2 separate regions of the Sus scrofa genome follow, and region 1 is linked to region 2. Evidence: chromatin contacts called from public Hi-C data. All regions are on one chromosome and are shown on one strand. Each heading gives the region's core, a stretch centred on a gene start, on an enhancer-like site or on the middle of the called end of the contact. The rest is flanking DNA. Distances are from core to core; before and after follow the strand shown. Region 1 overlaps ABLIM1 (actin-binding LIM protein 1). Region 2 overlaps AFAP1L2 (actin filament-associated protein 1-like 2).

Region 1 (2,720 bases), core at 137-2,636, 220 kb before region 2:
ACAGCTCATGGCAATGCCAGATCCCTAACCCACTGAGAGTGGCCAGGCATTGAACCTGCGTCCTCATGGATACTAGTCAGATTCATTTCCACTGAGCCATGGCAGGAACTCCCCTCAATTTTTTTTTTTTTTAAATAGATGGAAAGGGAGTGAGAGTGGAGACAGGGAGGCCAGTTAGGAGAACTCTGGACACAGAACAGTGGAGGCACTCGTTGGAATCAGCCCTGAGAAGTGGCCGCCCATTCCCCACACATAGGGAGGAGGAGGGGTTTTCATGGCCTTTCCAGGAGCACTTTCAATGTGAGTCTGACGATGGTCAGGGCTGGGTCCTGGGTCCTGGGGCTCAGGGTGAAGCACATCCCTAGGAAAACTATTGGAGAAGATGAACGTGACCCATGCAGAGGGCAGCTTGAAGTCCAGTGGTCTTATCACAAGATGCAAAGTGCAATGGTCCTTTCCTATCCTCTGAATGTGTCCTTGTGCCTCCATGGAGCCCCCAGCACTGCTCTCAGGAGGGGACCTTGAGTGGGACCCGACAGCATCTCCTTTGGGCTTCCCAACTTTGATCTGCTGCCCAGAACTGAAATAAACCTGCAGAGTTGGGAGCAATTGGGAAATCTTAAAACGTCAATAAGGGAGTTCCCATTGGGGCACAGGAGAAATGAATCTGACTAGTATCCATGAGGTTCGATCCCTGGCCTCACTCAGTGGGTTAAGGATCTAGCATTGCCATGAGCTGTGGTGTAGGTGTAAGACACAGCTCGAATCCCAAGTTGCTGTGTCTGTGGTGTAGGCTTGCAGCTGTAGGGCCAATTTGACCCCTAGCCTGGGAACTTCCATATGTCATGGGTGCCGCCCTAAGCAAACAAACAAACAAACAACAAAAACCCTCCAATAAGGAGTTCCTGTTGTGGCTCAGCAAGTTAGGAACCTGACATAGTACCTGTGAGGATGTGGGTTTGATCCCTGGCCTTGCTCAGTGGGTTAAGGATCTGGCATTTCCTCGAGCTTCAGCATAGATCACAGATGTAGCGTGGATCCTACATTGCTGAGGCTGTGGTGTAGGCGGGCAGCTGCAGCTCCAATTTGACCCCTAGCCTAGGGATGTCCCTATGCTGCGGGTGTGGCTGTAAAAATCAAAAACAAACAAACAAACAAACCCTCAAAACCCACCAATAAGATGAGCTTTAGACTTATCGTGATGATCAATGTACAAAAATCCCAAATCCCCATGGGGTGCCCCTGAAACTCATACACTCCTGTGTGTTGATTCTAATTCAATCACAGATACATAAATAAGACAGTCTTAAAACACCAGAGTTCTTGCCCAGATGTTTGGCTGTGGCAAGAAAGGCGGGAAGACAGGGAGCCCAGCTGCCAGCTTGGAGCCCCCACATGTGTGGAAAGCGTGGGTTAAAGCAACCGTCTCCTCAGTCCACACATGGGGACTGTGTCCCCTCAAAAGAGCTGGGGAGACGGGGAAAGGGCTGGCGTGTGTGATTTAGCTCAACAGCTGTGGGAAGGCACCTCTAAAATAAAACAAGGCCAAGAACATGCCGTTTTGAAGACACATCTGCTTACTCTGGTGTGTCTTCCCCCCCCCCCACTCCCACCCCCGAAGGCCTGAGTAAATCAGTGTCCTCGGCATCTGCCAGGGCCTGGCATCACCAGGACTGGCCCCAGGCCTCCTGGGGGGCGCTGGGTGAGGGTGAAGGCTGGGCTGCTGTCCACACAGGCCCTCAGAGGTGGGGTTTTGGCAGTTTGCAGTAGGGTTCTGGAGGATTCCAGACCCACCCAGTGGGCGTGCCATCCCCTCAGATGGGTGTGTGGCCTCAAAAAGTTCCTGCACCGTGAGCATCCTGACACATGACAGCTCGTGAGTCAGTCTGGCTTGGCTCCCTGTACAAATCAGGACTGGTCTCCACACTCTGCCTTTTATCCTCTGACCCACTGTGGGCGAAGCATGATGATTCTGGATTTGTTGTAAAGCCTGTAATCCCTTTTTTTTGTTTTTTTTTTTCCCGATTTTTAAAATTATGGCAAAATCCGCATGACATAAAACATACTATCTTAATTTTTTTGGCCACGCCTGCAGCATGTGGAAGTTCCTGCACCACAGCAGCATCCTGAGATGCTGCAGTGACAATGCTGGATCCTTAACCCACTGTGCCACAAGGGAACTCCCTTAAGTATTTATTTCTAAGTGTACAGTTCAGTGTATTAAGTATATTCGTAATGTTGTGAAACCATTACCGCCATGTGTCTCTATAACTATGTCTTATAAAACCTAAACCCCATAACTTATTAAACAATGATTCTCCCTTCCCTTATTCCCTCAGCCCCTGTCTGGGACCATCTAATTTCTGTCTCTATGAATTTGACTACACTGAGTATCTGATATAAGTGGAATTATACAGTATTTGTGTTTTGGGGGATGGGCTTATTTCACTTAGTATTATGTCCTCGAGGCTCATGTTTCAGCATGTGACAGGATTTCCTTGCTTTTTTAAGGCTAATATTCCATTGTATGGATATGCCACATTTTGTTATCCATTCTCTGATCTTTGATTTTTTTTGTTGTTGTTTTTTCTAATTGATTTTACCCATGGAGATTGTAAATGGTTTATTAATTCCCCATGTCTTCTGTAACCGTGGTGGCTCAAAACAACATAAATTTATTCTCTCAAAGTTCTGGAGGCAGAAGTACAAACATGAGATTT
Region 2 (2,700 bases), core at 114-2,613:
GAATGTGCCCAGTTCCTGGCCTTGACAGGCTCTGTGTCTGCTTGGGAGGCTTACTTGGGAGCAGAGTGTCACTGTTTGAGGACTCAAGGGTTCTGAAGGCAGTAGAGCTGGGAGGGCCAAGGCCGGCCACCTCTGGGAGGAGGAGGAGGAGCTGGCTGAGGGGAGGAGGACTTTGCAGGCTGAGATTGAGTGGCCCAGGGATGGCAAGGTTGTCAGAGCAGCTGAGGAAACTGAGTCTGCAGAGGTGGGGGGGTTGCACCTGCAGCTAGGACATGTGGCTGGGGCGAGCTTCCTGTGCGGGGCCTGAGCCGCCGGCAGAGGCAGGGAGGAGGACAGGCCTTCGAGCCTGGAGATGAGGCAGGGAGGCAGGGGGTGTGTGTGAAGGAGTCTCCACTTGCACATGCATGCACGCCAACACACACAGCGCGCACACACAAACACACACACGGCCTCCTCTAGTCTAAGACCCAACTCACTTGCTTCTGGACACTTTCCAAAAACCAGTAGTGCTGTGCTGCCCACCTTCAAAAGGTTTAAGCTGCTAATGCAAAGGAGGGAGAAAGTCCGATTCACAGCCTCCGCAAGGTTGGAACTATTCTCGGGCAAAGCCTGGCAAGTCTTTTTTTTTTTTTTTTTTTTTTTTTATCTTTTTGCCATTTCTTGGGCTGCTTCCGCAGCATGTGGAGTTCCCAGGCTAGGGGTCGAATCGGAGCTGTAGCCGCCAGCCTACACCAGAGCCACAGCAACTCGGGATCTGAGCCACATCTGTAACCTACACCACAGATCATGGCAACACCGGATCCCTAACCCACTGAGCAAGGCCAGGGATGGAACCCGCGACCTCATGGTTCCTAGTCGGATTCGTTAACCACTGCGCCACGACGGGAACTCCAAGCCTGGCAAGTCTTAGAACTGAGATTCTGGAGGAGCCTCTCAGGGGGCTGGAGGCATCCCTGGCCGCCCCCCGCCACCCAGCGCCCTCAGCTGCATCCCTCCCCGCAGGTTACCTGAACGTGCTGGTGAACAGCCAGTGGAAGTCGCGCTGGTGCTCCGTCAGGGACAGTCACCTGTACTTCTACCAGGACCGGAACCGGAGCAAGGCGGCCCAGCAGCCCCTCAGCCTGGTGGGCTGTGAGGTGGTCCCAGACCCGAGCCCGGACCACCTCTACTCCTTCCGCATCCTCCACAACGGCGAGGAGCTGGCCAAGCTCGAGGTAGTGCTGGCCCGTGGGGGAGGGGCAGGGCCCAGGGGCAAGGTCACGGCCCTTGCCGCAGGTCCTGAGGACCACAGCCCCACAACGGGAGAGTCCACCCAGCGGCTTTATTTGTACTTCCTTTGCCTGAGATTGTTTGCATTTAAAAAAAAAAAAAATTCCATTCCCTTTCTGACCTCAGGGTGGTGGAGTTATAGGACCGGGACAATGAGCTATTTCCTGCACTTAGGGCAAGAGGAGTATTTATAACTCCCTGAGCTGCTGGAAAAACTTTCTGGGGATTCAAAGCGGGTTTGTGATTTTGTTTGTGTATCACCAGATGGGGCCCAGTACATTAAAATGCCAACCAGTAAGGGCTTATCTTGGGGGAGAATAGGGTTGGTGATACAATGACAGTAATCCCACTCCCCACCCTGCTTGATGTTATGTTCCATTTATAAAAATAAGAGGTGACATAATACCTTGCAATGAGCTGGGCAGTCCCCAGCAGAAGGCTTTACAGGCGTTTAAGAACACACCCCAGTCCACTCCTGTGCACCTAGCCCTGTATCCCGGGGTCTTCCTCCAGATTTTGCGCCAATGCTGCCCTCTGGTGGCTAAAAGATCCACATCCCTCTTCATCCATCCATCCTATTGACAGATACCTACTCAGTACAATAATATGGTGAAGAAGTGGAACTTACATTCCTAGTACAAGAGTGAGATGTTGCCCATCGATTACTTAAGGCCAGTTGCCAGAGAGCAGTGGGGCAGGTGCTGTGATATGTATGGAAGTCCACGTGCTGGGCAGGTGGGAGCTAAGTAGGGAGAGCTTGTGTGGGGCAGGGGAGGTGGGGAGGAAAGCAAGGTTGATCCTAAGAGGGGAGAGAGACCCTGAAGGGGTTCAAGGGAAGGTGGCCTGTTCAGATTTGGCTTCCCAGACACTTCTTCCAGCTGCCGGGGGCGGGGGGGGGGTAGGAAGGGATAAAATGAGAAGCTGTTACCATTGCCCAGGGCAGGGATGGTTGCAGCAGGAACTACAGGCCGTCCAAGGAAAAGCTGTGTTGAGAAATCCACTTGAAAATGAGTAGGAAAAGGAAAGCAATTAATGTCGAAATCCGCTTTCAGCTACCCCCTCCAATCACGAAAACAGGGCAAAGGGGTGGCAGAGCTGTACTGAGCAATGCCAGCCAGTAGCTGTTTTTCCTCATGAAAGGAAACCCGTAATATTCATAGAATTTCCAGGGCTTTCTCATTATCAAGCCAAGAATCAATCTTGGCATTTAAATAGAACTACCCAGCAGGTATGCTTGATGAGAATGCTGTATTGTCTCCTGGGAAAATATAGGCACCAACGTCACGGGGATTTAGTTCCTGATTTGTCCGAACGATTTGACCTGGTGTCAGGTGTATACTGAAACCGTAAACAAAAATAAATTCGCGTTTTGATATTTCTTAGCAGGGATCCGGTAGTATTACATGCATGAATTAGAGCTGTTGAAATTGA

The links. Hi-C and Micro-C count contacts between places; a contact is called where the count stands out from the background.
Region 1: a contact with region 2 is called in a Hi-C map of omental adipose tissue, with 1.7 times the contacts expected there. The contact joins two enhancer-like sites. A contact is called at or near these places in 2 of 47 Hi-C or Micro-C datasets (mesenteric adipose tissue and omental adipose tissue).

What each region holds. Positions count from the first base shown.
Region 1 is chr14:124,863,752-124,866,471 of Sscrofa11.1, reverse strand. All of the region lies in intron 6 of ABLIM1 (actin-binding LIM protein 1), which reads left to right. Among named protein-coding and RNA genes, the nearest start is that of AFAP1L2, 130 kb to the right of the region's middle. Within about 2 kb of position 1,386, at least 5 of the 83 cell types and tissues checked have an H3K27ac peak or open chromatin away from gene starts, as enhancers often do. A contact at or near this core is called in omental adipose tissue, where this site is marked.
Region 2 is chr14:124,639,889-124,642,588 of Sscrofa11.1, reverse strand. It overlaps AFAP1L2 (actin filament-associated protein 1-like 2), which reads left to right. Exons shown (of 25, transcript XM_013983751.2): 14 at 1,003-1,214. Among named protein-coding and RNA genes, the nearest start is that of VWA2, 64 kb to the right of the region's middle. Within about 2 kb of position 1,363, at least 12 of the 83 cell types and tissues checked have an H3K27ac peak or open chromatin away from gene starts, as enhancers often do. A contact at or near this core is called in omental adipose tissue, where this site is marked.